2 separate regions of the Sus scrofa genome follow, and region 1 is linked to region 2. A link is a contact called in public HiChIP or PLAC-seq data. All regions are on one chromosome and are shown on one strand. The core of a region is the stretch at or near the end of the contact, and the rest is flanking DNA. Distances in the headings are between cores, read along the strand shown. Region 1 holds the start of DUSP4 (dual specificity protein phosphatase 4). Region 2 has its middle 130 kb from the start of DUSP4.

Region 1 (6,098 bases), core at 1,386-3,885, 130 kb after region 2:
ACTGTCAGGTGCAGAAAGCAATTCTTTGTTCGGTGGGCATTTTCCTTCCCCGGGATTCGACTGTTATTTACCGGCCACGTGAGAGCTGGGCGGGGGTGGGGGGGGTGGAGGCGCCCCAGGCACAGGGGAGACAAAGGCTAGCGGAGCGCGGCAGAGGCGGCTCAGGAAAGGCTCCTGCTCCTGCGACACGTGCGGAGTTGGCCCGAACCTGCCTCCAACTGAGAAGCTCAAGAATGTCCAGTCCAAGCCCTTGTAAAGGCATCGGCGTTTTTCTGGAAGCGGGCCTGGCAACGACCTGATTCCGAGGCTGCCGGGAGAGCGACCGGGAAAAGCCGAGGACGGGCCGGACGTGGGGACTCCTTGAAAAGGGCGCGCCCCTGGTGTACCAGGGAGAGCGAATTTACGCGGAGCCTCACAACCGTGTCTGCACGTGAGAAGCGGGACAGAGGCCCTTGTTGCCCTCGGAGGGAGTACAGACCCTTCCCCGCGAGCCTTTGACCATTGACCTCCCGTCTGCACTGCCCGCGGCCTCGGTCTGTCTGCGGTGGTGACTGTCCTCTAGGCCCTAGGAGACAAGAGTGAGCAGAATGTCAGGGGTACCCAGAAGTCAGTGGTGAAAATAAATATCTTAATGTAGTGTTTATTTTTTAAAGTTTTATTGCAGTGTAGTTGATTTATAAGGTTGTGATAATTTCTGCTGTACAACAAAGTGATTCAGCCATACTCATTCACATATCCATTCTCTTTCAGATTCTTCTCCCACACAGGTTACCATAGAATACTGGGTAGGGTTCTCTGTGCTATACAGCAGGTCCGGTTAGCCCATCATTCCATAAACCTCAGTGTGCATACGCCAGTCCCAAGCCTCCAGTCCAAATGTAGTGCTTTTTAAAAAAAACATTCGAAATTAGTGCCCCCTCCCCCCTATATGTGATGAACAAAATAGTAAATTCTACATAGATCAGTACATGGCGGAGGCATTTCGGAGCCTGGGGTAAAAGGATTCCTCACGGGTGAGCTGCACCCCTCACAGCGCACTAAGCTTGGGCCTGGTGTCTGGATCCCCAGCGCAGTGGGAGGTCGTAGGCCTTGGAAGTAGAGGCCGCCGCCGAGGCCGCCCTGCGGAGCGGAGGGGTGGCCCTGGGGGCCGGAGGTGACAGGTCCAGAGAGCCGCCCGGCGGGGAACAAAGGCAGAGCGGAAGGCCGAGTCCGGGGAGGGAGAAACCCCGCGGGTTCGGCGGCCCTGGCTGCCTCGGTCGACCAGAAGAGGAAGACTCGACCCCTTTGTCCCCGAGGCCTCCAGCGAGTCCTAGAATTCCCTGCTTGGTGGTTAATTCTCACTAACAAGACTTGGCAAGATGTCGGGCGAATAATTTTTGCCTTGTGTTGTGTCCTCACTGCGGCGACCAAACACCCCTCTGCCAAAAGCGGCCTCCGGGAAATTAAATGCATAAGTAAAAGCGGGGGAGCGAGAAAAATGCGACATGACCTGGAAAGAAGGATGCAAAAGAAAAAAAGAAGAAAAAAAAACTGACTCGGCCCTGGAGCGTGTTAAATTCTTTACGTGTCATTTTCTCTGGGTCTTCGCACCAGATGTGGACCCTAAGTGTCATTTCCTGAGAAGACAATCACACGTGTACAAGGTGGGGTGAGGATTTTTCCAAAAGCCAAAAACATCTCCCTCCACCCCCACCCCCACAGGGTTAAATAAACCTCTTTAGGAAGCGTGGAAGGGAGTGGCACTCCCGCCTTCCTCCTTGGGAACAACATTCCGGATTCAATTAATGCCTCCCTCCGGATCGTAAAGCAACAAACTCAACACCTCACTTCTATTACTGGCCTTCGGGCCGGGAAGGCTTTCTCTTTCATCTTCTGAGTTTGGGGTTGCCCACGTTTCTCGGGAAGCTGTAAAGCTGATTTAATGGCTTAAGATGAAAATCGATCAGGCTGAGGCAGAAGCTAAAGTCTGAGGAATCACAATTGAAAAAACGTCTGGCCGGTCGAACGCACTTCGTAAACATGGGGCGAGGAGAGGCAGGCCGGGCCGGCTGGACGTTGGTGCAGCGTTCTTCTGTCCACTTGGGTAGGTGGGGGACACCTGCGAGGCTGCTTGGGGGGGCAGCACGGAGGTAAAGAGGGATGAAACCTCAAGACCGAGCCCAAGCCTCCGCTAGGCGGGCTTCTGGGCTGGCGATTTCTTTCTGCCGATAGCCGCTACCGCCGCAGCGGGGTGGGGTGGCCGTACCGCGACTCGGGTCAGGCTGTACGCGCGCTGCGGAGGCCGGGGAAAGGCGCCGCGGCGCTCCATTCACAAAGTCCAAGCTCTGCAGCTCGCTAGCGGGTCGGAGGCCTCCTCCCTCTTCCTCTAGGTCTAGGTTTTATGAATGGGCCTGGCGGCGAGCTCAGCGCTCCCTGTTTACTCCGCTCTTTGTGACGTCTCTTCCCCGTGACTGGGCGCAAGCTGCCGACACTCCATTCACGCGCTGGGGCGGGCAGAGAGGGAGGGGCCAGCCGGGAGGGGGGGAACTGGAGGGGGCGGGCAGCTAGGGCTAGGGGCGGGGTAGGGCTCTGGGCCCAGAATGGAAAGAGGCGGGGCCTCCCGAGGTAGTAATGAATCTGCCCCCTCCCGGGGGAGAGCAGAGGAGCCTTAATAAATCTATAAGCCGAGGAGAGGAAACTCTGGCTGGGGCAGAACGCTGAGCTCCGGCTGCTGTGGGGGAACGGCGAGCAGAACGGCAGGCGGCAGGAGCAGCACAGCAGGCAAAATACAATAGAGGAGACTACAGAAGAGAGCCCTTGGCCCTCTCTCGTAAACACACTCCCCTCCATCGCTACCTTTCCCTGGGCACCGTGCTGCCTGGCGCCCGAGGCCGCTCGGACTGCTATGTAACCGCGAGGCTGCAGGAGGAAGGGGACCGGGGAGAAGAGGTTCGCCCGTGGGAGCCTCAGGGGGCCAAGTTTGAAGCCACTTCTGCTCGCGCCTTCCCTTAGCCCCAGCCTGCCCCTTCCTGCAGCCCAGCTGGCCCAGGCGTCCTTCGCCTCCTCTTGTGCTCAGCAGCCGAGATTGCCGGCGACTATGGTGACCGTAGAGGAGCTGCGGGAGATGGACTGCAGCGTGCTCAAAAGGCTGATGAACCGGGATGAGAACGGCGGTGGCGCAGCCGGCAGCGGCAGCCACGGCGCTCTGGGGCTGCTGAGCGGCAGCAAGTGCCTGCTGCTGGACTGCAGACCATTCTTAGCGCACAGCGCTGGTTACATCCGAGGCTCGGTCAACGTGCGCTGCAACACCATCGTGCGGCGGCGGGCCAAGGGCTCGGTAAGCCTGGAGCAGATCCTGCCCGCGGAGGAGGAGGTCCGCGCCCGCCTGCGCTCCGGCCTCTACTCCGCGGTCATCGTCTACGACGAGCGCAGCCCGCGCGCCGAGAGCCTCCGCGAAGACAGCACGGTGTCTCTGGTGGTTCAGGCGCTGCGCCGCAACGCAGAGCGCACCGATATCTGCCTGCTCAAAGGTAAACGCGGGCGCTGGGCGCGAGCTGGAGGGTCAGTGCGGCTGAACAGTCCGTGCGGCTGGACTCGGCCTCCTGCGCCTTAGTGGGCAGAAGTGCCCAGAGGGAGTCGCAGCTGCGGGATGGGATCCCCGCGCACTCCTTTGTGCGTATTGGTGTCTGCACGAGTGTGCAAGGATTCTGTGCGTTTGTGTGCCAGCGCGAGTTCCTGAAGTCCTCCGAGGCGATGGGGCGCAATGCCTCCGTCACCTGCAATTCCGAACCCTTTCGGGCGTTTCTGAGTTTGTTTACTTCGACTAACGGTCTGGCCTTGCGAGTGAGGCTATCCAGCTGCGTTGCCCACCTTCGAATCCAGGGAAGTGCTCCCAAGTGCCACCGTGCGGGGATGGAGGACAGATTAGGCCTGTTGATTTGGAGTGCCGGGGCCCTGCGCTGAGTCCAACCCGAGATCCCAAGAGGTGGGGAAAGCGGTGAAGGAGGGTGAACACCGGAGTGGAATCGGCCCTGCGGGTCCTGCTGGAAACCAGCCCTTAATAAGTGCAGTAACAAGGCTGGGGTTATGGGCATGGTGTAGAGCGATCTGTATCTACTCTTCTGTTGCCCCACTCCGAGCTCCACCTGGAAGGTGGCCAACCTCTCCAGCTTCGGGGTAGAGCAGGCTCTGGGAGCGGAAGGCGGGAGGTCCGAGCATAGAGCGGACGCTTGGTGGGATCCGGCCTCTTAAATTGAGGTAGCAAAGTACGACCTTTTGTTCAGACCCGACTCTCAGACGGCGGCGCGTGCTTAAGTGCGAAACCCTTGGAGAGGGGAGGTCTCGTCAAACCAGCCAGTCGGAAACCCGAAAGGGCCGAGGGCTACCCAAATAACTGGAGGGCCGGGGCGCCGGCCGCACCTGCCAGAAGGTGTCGGGCGTCGGGGAGCAGGCAGGGCATGTGGGGTAAGGGCGCCCCTGGCCAAGCTGCGCCCCTTCCTCCCGCGCCGCATTCCGCGCATTCCTTCGCCCTCGGAGGGTCTTCTACTCTGAAGCCTAGAGGCGTTTCGGACCCCGGCCATCAAAGAGCCGCCCCTTTCCCTGCTGGTGCCCCTGGCCCCCTCCCTGCTGTCCTTTCCTCTCCGGACCCGCACGCCCGAGAGGAAGGGAGATGGGGCGGGAGGTGCGGCGGAAACCTCTCCCCACCGCCCCTTCCAAAAAGCACAACAACGCGGCTCAGTGCCGACCCGCTGGGCTTGCCCCCGTGAACAGCGGGGGGCTTTGTTCTCGGCAGTTGTTTCCTGGCCATTTGACCTGTCAGCTGCTGGGGAAATGCTGCTGTTGACCTTTGGTTGAACTATTAAGGCGATTTTGCTGATTTTTCTTTCTCTGCGAGGGCGGCCTTTGGCACCTCCGTTTGAGCCCAACCCTCTTCCCTTCTCCAAGCGCTTTAAGAGAAAGTGCCAGGAAGGGCCGTGCACCGGAAGGACCGGCCGCAAAGCTGGGCGAGCAGAGCTCTGGGGCATGGGGGCCCCTCCTCCCCGGTGCTGAGCTGTACCTGGAGCCCTGCAGCCCCGGACAGGGTAGAGTGCCGGGTCGAACATGCCACCTGCCCTCCCTTGGCTGGTGCTGGCGCCCGTGAGGAGGCGGAGATAAATTTCTCTGGGACAAAAGTCCCTCCGAATGGCAGGGGAGGGGCCAGGGTGTTCCCGTGCCACGTTGCCCTCGATCGCTCCTGATTTGGAGCCCAATCGCGCGCCTGCCTTTGTAGTCCATGAACCCCGAACCCTTCCCGAGGTAGGGCAGACGCACGTGGAGTCCGGTCGTTTTGTTTTGTTTTTCTTCCTGGAAGAAATCCGGAGAGGACAGCCCTAGGGTTTCCGGGCGCGCAGACACTCAGGCCACTCTCCCGGGGAGGGAGGCAGAATTTTAAGGATTCCTCCTCGGGATTGCAGCACCTCCCTGGTTGCCCCGAACCCCGCCGGAGGAGAGCCGGCAGCCAGAAGGGTTTCGGGGCCTCCCGGCGTACGCGCCGTCCGGCGCGAGGCAGTTGCAAATGTGACGACCGGGTAGGACCGGTAGCCTCTTGGTAAAACGACAGTCCCCTGGCTGCTGGCGAGGTGCCCGGCCAACGGAAGGCAGTGTTTTAAGGGCTGCTTCCTTCCGAGGCCTGCACTGCCTCCTGTTGTCTGACCTGATGCGGGCAGTGAGGATGGTTCTCTGCCTTTCAAAGTCCACATCTTCTTGAGAGGGAGAGGGTCCAGGCCTGGGCTACGGGTCGAACCTTTCTCTCTTCAAGAACAAGCCCCTCAGGAATAGCCAGGAGAGATTCAGCTTGATCTTTCTAAGCAAAGGGAGCCTCCGTTTGTAAGCAGCCGCCTAAAATTCACAGAGGTGGGGCGGCGCGCGCGCGCGCGCGCGGGGTGCGGGGGGGTGGCCTTCCAGCTAGTTCTGCTGTGGTGGTGGAACATCCCTGAGGTTAACTGGGTCGTATTCTGTTCAACTTAGCTTATTTTCAGTTATGGGGCTAAGCAGAGATGGTCTTAATACAGTTCCTCTTCGCTTTTGCTTCTACAGAAAAGGCATCCCTGGCGAGGGCAGAAAGAAATGGGCAGTGTCTG
Region 2 (6,413 bases), core at 423-2,922:
TACAAGTAGAAATTTGGGAACCCAAAGACATCTTTTCATTTTGTGCTCTCTGCTACCCCTTTTGGTTTAAGCTGGTGTAGTTCTCTTTTTATAGGTCAGTTTACAAGTCCATACCAGTAGATAAGGGCCACATTCATAAATCTGTTTGAGATGAGTTCTTCTCTACTTTGGACTCCTAGTGAGGCTGGTGTGGACAATGCCTTAAGGTTTGTAGAAGTCCTATTTCTTTAATGAATTGAATTTGTAAAATCTGCCCCTAGGATCCTTACAAAGCCTTTTGTCTGCCTTAAATTTTTTTTTTTTTTTTTTTTTTTAATGGCTGCACCTACAGCATGTGGAAGTTCCTGGGCCAAGGATTGAATCTGAGCCCCAGCTGCAACCTACATCACAGCTGCAGCAACACAGGATCCTTAACCCACTGTGCTTGGGTGGAGATCAAACTGGCACCTCCACAGAGACAAGTTGGATCATTAACCCACTGCATCATAGCAGGAACTCCACATCTTTCTTTCTAATGTCTTAACAAAAAATCTTAGAGACCCACCATGTATCTGATCTTTGTCTAAAATTAATTTCTTAATTTGAGTAAAGTTTACTAACCAGAGAAGTTGAGAATGAGAAAGTTAGCCCAAGCTAAACAGAGGCAGCACATTAAGATATACCACAGGGGTCTAGATACTCATGTTGCAACAGAAGAAAGGGTGGGGGAAAAAATGTAATTGTAATGTATACATGTAAGGATAACCTGACCCCCCTGCTGTACAGTGGGAAAAAAAAAAAAAAAGAGATATACCACAGGGCCAACAAAGCCCTTCTGACATCTGACATCTGACAGAGGCTTACGTTCAAGTTTGATCAGAATTGGCCCAGATCTATACTTGACATTTCTTAGCACAGGTAACAATATCTTCAAAAGTCGTTTCCTCCCACATTTACTAGTGGTTTTGCCACGCCATACCCTCCAGTGCCCTGTTAGGTCATGCCAATAACTTCATTGCTTTCTGTGAAGTGGCTCAGTTCTACAGAAAGCCTAACTTGAGGTTTAACTAATTTATGAGGCAAATGATACTTATCATGTCCCTGGATTAAGGAAGAAAAGAGTTCAGAACCAATGAAAGCATCAAATATAAGTTCATCCACACACCCAAGGCAAAAATGAAAGGGCTAGCCAAGGACCTGATCCCTCTCCCGGCCCTCCCTTATAACAACACCAGGACTTTGTGTCAACACCCTGTGTGCACTGGCTGGATTCTCGTGGTATCTCAGTATTAAGAGCAGCTGTCCTGTGATTTGTTGGTGTCTCCAGGGAGTTGGAGCTGAATTGCTGAACAAACTGCTGCTGATGAGTCTAAGGCCCAGATTTAAAGAGAGAAAGAGACAGAGCTTTCTGAGCTAAATAAATGAACTCCAAGTGGGTCCGCCATTGATCCATAGCCTCAAGGGTTAATAGTTTCAATGTTATGGGAGTTTCTGGCCACAGGGAACACTGCCAAGAAGCATCTCTCTTCCTAACCTAAGCGCCCCCCACTCCCCCGGCCTCATTCTTTTAATACACAACTTCCTCCAGCACTTCCTCTGGCTTGAAGAAGAAGGATGCAAATTTGTCTAACCTCTAAAAAAAAACTTGTGGTATGTGCAGTGAGTGTTTTAGGCAGAAAGAAAGCAAAGAGAGCCGAGGCCGTTTCCGCCCACACGCCTCAGCTCAGCTTCCAGAGAACACCATGTGGGTTGATTGGACCCTCCCAGAGTCTCTTCCAGATGCTGTTGGAACAACGACAACCAAAAAACTTGGGCAGCCATTGTCACAGCCAGATCTGGGCTTGGTCCAGAGGCAGTGGAAGCTCAGACACATGGCCTTTACAGAAGCAGGCAGGTGCCAGGCCTGGGCGCATCCTCCTGCTGGGTGCCACCTCTTTTCTCTGAATCTCTGAGGGACGTCACTCAGGGAGAGGGGACACTTTTGGACCTGCCACATGAAGCTGCGTGGGTGGGAAGCTGAGAAATGACTGATAACACCTGGGCCTGGTAGAGCTACAAGCTTGCTAGTGACTTTTGTCAGGGGCAGAAACCAAAAACCATCCCACTGGCTCCAGGTCTTCGGTGAGAAAGGAAATCATTCCCAGCATCTTTTATAGCGCACTGGGCTATTTTGCTGATGGTAACTAGAGGCCTGGAGGTCAGAAAACACCATAATTACTGCTTCTTTCCAGACCCTGAAATGGTCCTCTTTTATTACTTAAATTTATTAAGAATGAACCATCTGGTTCCACTGTAAGGAATTTTTTTTTTTTTAAGTTTGGAAACTTCTGGAACTTTTTTACCCCCAAAATATTTTTCTTTAGAGAAAATTGTTGACAGAGTTCCTATCTTGGTGCAGCAGAAACGAATCCAACTAGGAACCACAAGGTTGCTGGTTCAATACCTGGCCTCACTCATTGGGTTTAGGATCTGGCGTTGCCATGAGCTGTGGTATAGGTCGCAGATACAGCTTGGATCTGGTGTTGCTGTGGCTGTGGCTGGCAGCAATAGTTCCGATTAGACCCCTAGCCAGGGAACCTCTATATGCCTCGGGTGTGGCCCTATAAAGATAAAAGACAAATATATATATATATATATATATATATATATATATATATTTATATTTATATTTATATTTATATCAGATATATATATATATATATCTGACCCACTGTAAGCCATTTGACTTCAGCCCAACTGGTTAAGACAGAATTTTCCTCCTGCCTTCTCGCCCACCCTGGGTGGCAGCTTGCCCAAGTGAGGCCACCCTGTGGGAAAAGCTGTGGCTGAGGGGACCAGGGCAGTTCCGGATGTCCTTCCAGGAAGGAATGTGACCAGCTGTACCTCAGTCTCTTGTCTGGGGACCCCCTGTATCAGCATCACTAGAGAGCTGTGAAAATGCAGATTCCTGGGCCCCATCCCACACCAAGTCAATTGGACTGTCTGGGAGAGGCATCTCAGAACCTTTATTGCAAACAAGCTCTTTAGGTATTTCTTACACAAATTTGAGTTTGTGAACTCCTCTGTCACAACTTTAGGAATCCACAAATGCTTGTCAAATGAATAAAAACTAACTAATGCCTGCTAAGGTATTAACCCATCCCTCCCAACAAAAAGTGGCATCTTTTTTAAAACCCTTGAAGATTCCAAAACTAAAGTTAAAGCGGCAGAACCTTGGGTGTGAATTTTCAAGGTGGCAGCTCCATCCATGTCCCCTCAAGTTGCCACGTAAGCTCTCCCCTCGTTGGCCCACAATCCCCTGGAGAGAGACACTGCTGGCACTGGGGGGGCGACAGTTTTCTCATCATGTACCAGGCGCCCATCACACACTTTACAAATACCATGTACAATTTCACATCAAAGTGCCAGGTACAATCCCCAATTTCCAGACAGGGAAACTGGGGCTCAGAAGGGTTAAAGAATTTACAGTCATTTGTATGTCAACTATTGTCAAGGCACGATTGAAACCCAGTCATTCAGGTCATATGACATCCACTAAAATCAACTTCATAAATCCCAGAGGGCATTAGAAAAGCATGAACCATCAGGACAAGGACCTTCAGACTTATCTGATCCAGCCTCCTCATATACAGGTGACAGGCAATACAATGTAAAGCTGAGCTTCCCTGATGTGTTTTGCCTGGCCTTCATAGTTTTTAAGAAACTCGAATTAGTCAACATGTAAAATTCTGGAGATTTTGCATTACAACCCAGACATTTCCTCTCCTGAAAGCAGATTTGATGATCCTGGGCCCCATTCCTGGGTCAGGAAATGGTTAACTGTACAGGTTTCAGAATCTACAGACCAGAGTTTGAGTGTTGACTCTAGGCCTTATTGGCTGTGTGACCTTGGGTAAGTCACTTAACATTTCTGAGTCTCTTTCCCGCAACTGTAAAATAGAATATCAACCCCACAAGTTGTTGTGAACGTGAAATGAGATACATGCTCACTGCTTATGCTTAAGTATTTGTGCTTAATAAATATTAGTCAGTATAAGCTCAGAGAGGGCAGGCCTTGACCACCACAACACACCTAGTACATGACAGAGCAAGACTCACACCCAGATTCTGAATTCTAATATCTAATTGCTCCCACTGCATCATCCTACTATCCACCCCCTGATGCCACCACTCCCCATGAAATACCCATGTCATTCACAGGCAATGAGAAAACCTAGTTTTCCAACTGTGGTACACAGCACTAGTCAGATACATTGTTTTAACTCAAGAGACAAAATGGTCAGAGCATCATGATCCAGATTATAGTCTCAACTGGCTTGTTGACCCTTAGGTCACTTATCCTCCTTGGGCCTCAGTTTACCCATCTGTAAGATGGGTAATACCTGTGTTATGGGCTAAATTGTATCCCCCTAAAATCCTTATGTGGAAGTCCCTACCCCCAGTACTTCAGCATGGGAGCACATTTGGGATACAGTCTTTAAAGAAGTAATTGAGTTTAAATGCGACCATCAGGACTAGAACACCCTCTGCCTTGGATGTGACTGGAAAGAGAGGCTAGATTGGTCAACTCTCCTTCCAGCTACCACCTCCATATTTGCACTTGTCATTACATTAAGACCTTTCTTCACTTCAACATCTTTCTTAACATGCCTCAATCTCTAAAATACCAGTTTGGTCACTGGGGTATCCTTTAAGAGTACTTCTTAATAACATCTAAGGGGCTCCTTGGACCCACCAGTAAAATATCTCTTAAAGTGGAATAGATTACTCATAGGACAGAATCACAGCTTTCACCCAATCGGCATGCTAATATTACTAATTCTTGGATATCTCCTTCTCCAGAGTTGACAGCCCTTACCTATTCTTGGTGTTGCCTCAATGGTCTTGTAATTCATAGGCTTCTCATTTGATCTTTTGAAGCTTATCTGAACCTCCAGCCTATGAAAGGAAAAGACTATTCATATTTTTTCTTAGCATCACTGTGAATCCTTACCTGTATCTATCCAATTGTTCAAGGCAGATGGATAGTCATTCGGCACAAAAATACTCTACTATACTCTCAAAAAGCAACAGACGTTGACCCCTCTTGTTTCTGAGAACAGCACACCCGTTCACTGACTGTAGAATAACCCTGTGACTCAATATTACCATAGTGTGATGTCGTTTTGTGCTATTTTGAAAAATCAAAAGACTTCTTTCGAAACAACAAAAAAAGCAATAGACGTCTCTTCTGTGCTATAGAACTGCTCTGTCAACCACATGTGGCTTGTGAGCCGCTGAAATGTGGCTCGTCTAAATTAAGATGTACTCTAAGTATGAAATACACAACAGATTTTAAAGACTTGGTAGGAATAATAAGAATGTAAAATATCCCATTAATTTTTATATTGATTCTAAGCTTGAAGTGACAATATTTCAGACATATTGAGTTAAATAAAATATATTCAACACATTTCACTTCCTTTCTCTTTATTCTTTCAATGGGACTCCTAGAAAATCACACTGGTAGCTCACATTCTATTTCTGTTGGATACCACTGATGAAGAAGAAGAATTGAGGGACAAGAATACTTTTGAGTGACTTGCTCTAGATTCCACAGAGAGTCCGAACTAAAGTCAGTGTCTGACAGCCTGGACTGGAGTGTCATCATTCCTCCAGGGAAACAAGACCATCCCACTTGGTAGGATTCTCTGAGGACATCTCCCCAACACGGAAATCTTCATCCACCACTTTGTGTCTTCTGAGAAGGATGCATGTGAAGACGATGAACAAAAAGCCATAATCCTCTATGAGCTTGGAAGGGTAAACTGGATGATCTAAGAATTTTCCATCCCTGATGTCTAGAGCAGTCATAAGAGTCTTCTTTCCTCCCACCACCACATCAGAACCTAAGTGACTAAGAAAAATAGTGAGACTCGGATGACAAATCTTTTTGCGCTATGATCTCCTCTCTATCAGCAGCAGTGTGGTCCCTTAGCAAATCCCTAGATGATATACTGAAAGGATCCTTATCATGCAGAGGGTCTCACCTGGGTATGAGCACAGCATCTCAGTGAAAAGATGCGGCAAAGATAAGGGCACCTCAACCAATTTTGTTTCGGCTCGGAGGAGAGAAAGGGCACGCATGTAAACAACCAGCATCCAGCCTAGCAAACGTCACTGGGTTCAGGGCTAAGCTCCCAGTGGAAAGGTCCTTCTCTCACCCAGATCTTGCCTGTGCCCTTAAACCCTCAACCGAGTCAGTGCCATTCTGGAAAGACCTCAGCCTCACCCTCTCAGAGTTTAAAGTACCTTGCTTATCGGGAGGTCACTGTGAGAAAGGCAGAAACCTTGATATAAGAAAAAAACAAAAACAGGTCTGGGAACGATCCATGGAGCTATCTGTTAAGTTCATAGGAACTTCATTAGGTTCTTTCCAAAGCTTATTTATTCTT

The links. HiChIP or PLAC-seq counts read pairs in DNA pulled down with a chosen protein or histone mark.
Region 1: a contact with region 2 is called in an H3K27ac HiChIP or PLAC-seq map of skeletal muscle, with 4 times the contacts expected there. The contact joins the promoter of DUSP4 here to the enhancer-like site in region 2. A contact is called at or near these places in 6 of 47 Hi-C or Micro-C datasets (alveolar macrophages, blood, embryonic fibroblasts and 2 more) and 2 of 2 datasets of contacts at active chromatin or transcription factors (alveolar macrophages and skeletal muscle).

What each region holds. Positions count from the first base shown.
Region 1 is chr15:55,488,449-55,494,546 of Sscrofa11.1, forward strand. It overlaps DUSP4 (dual specificity protein phosphatase 4), which reads left to right and starts at 2,636. Exons shown (of 4, transcript XM_003133392.4): 1 at 2,636-3,509. The coding sequence starts at 3,077.
Region 2 is chr15:55,356,064-55,362,476 of Sscrofa11.1, forward strand. No RefSeq gene overlaps it. Among named protein-coding and RNA genes, the nearest start is that of DUSP4, 130 kb to the right of the region's middle. Within about 2 kb of position 1,673, at least 21 of the 83 cell types and tissues checked have an H3K27ac peak or open chromatin away from gene starts, as enhancers often do. A contact at or near this core is called in liver and skeletal muscle, where this site is marked.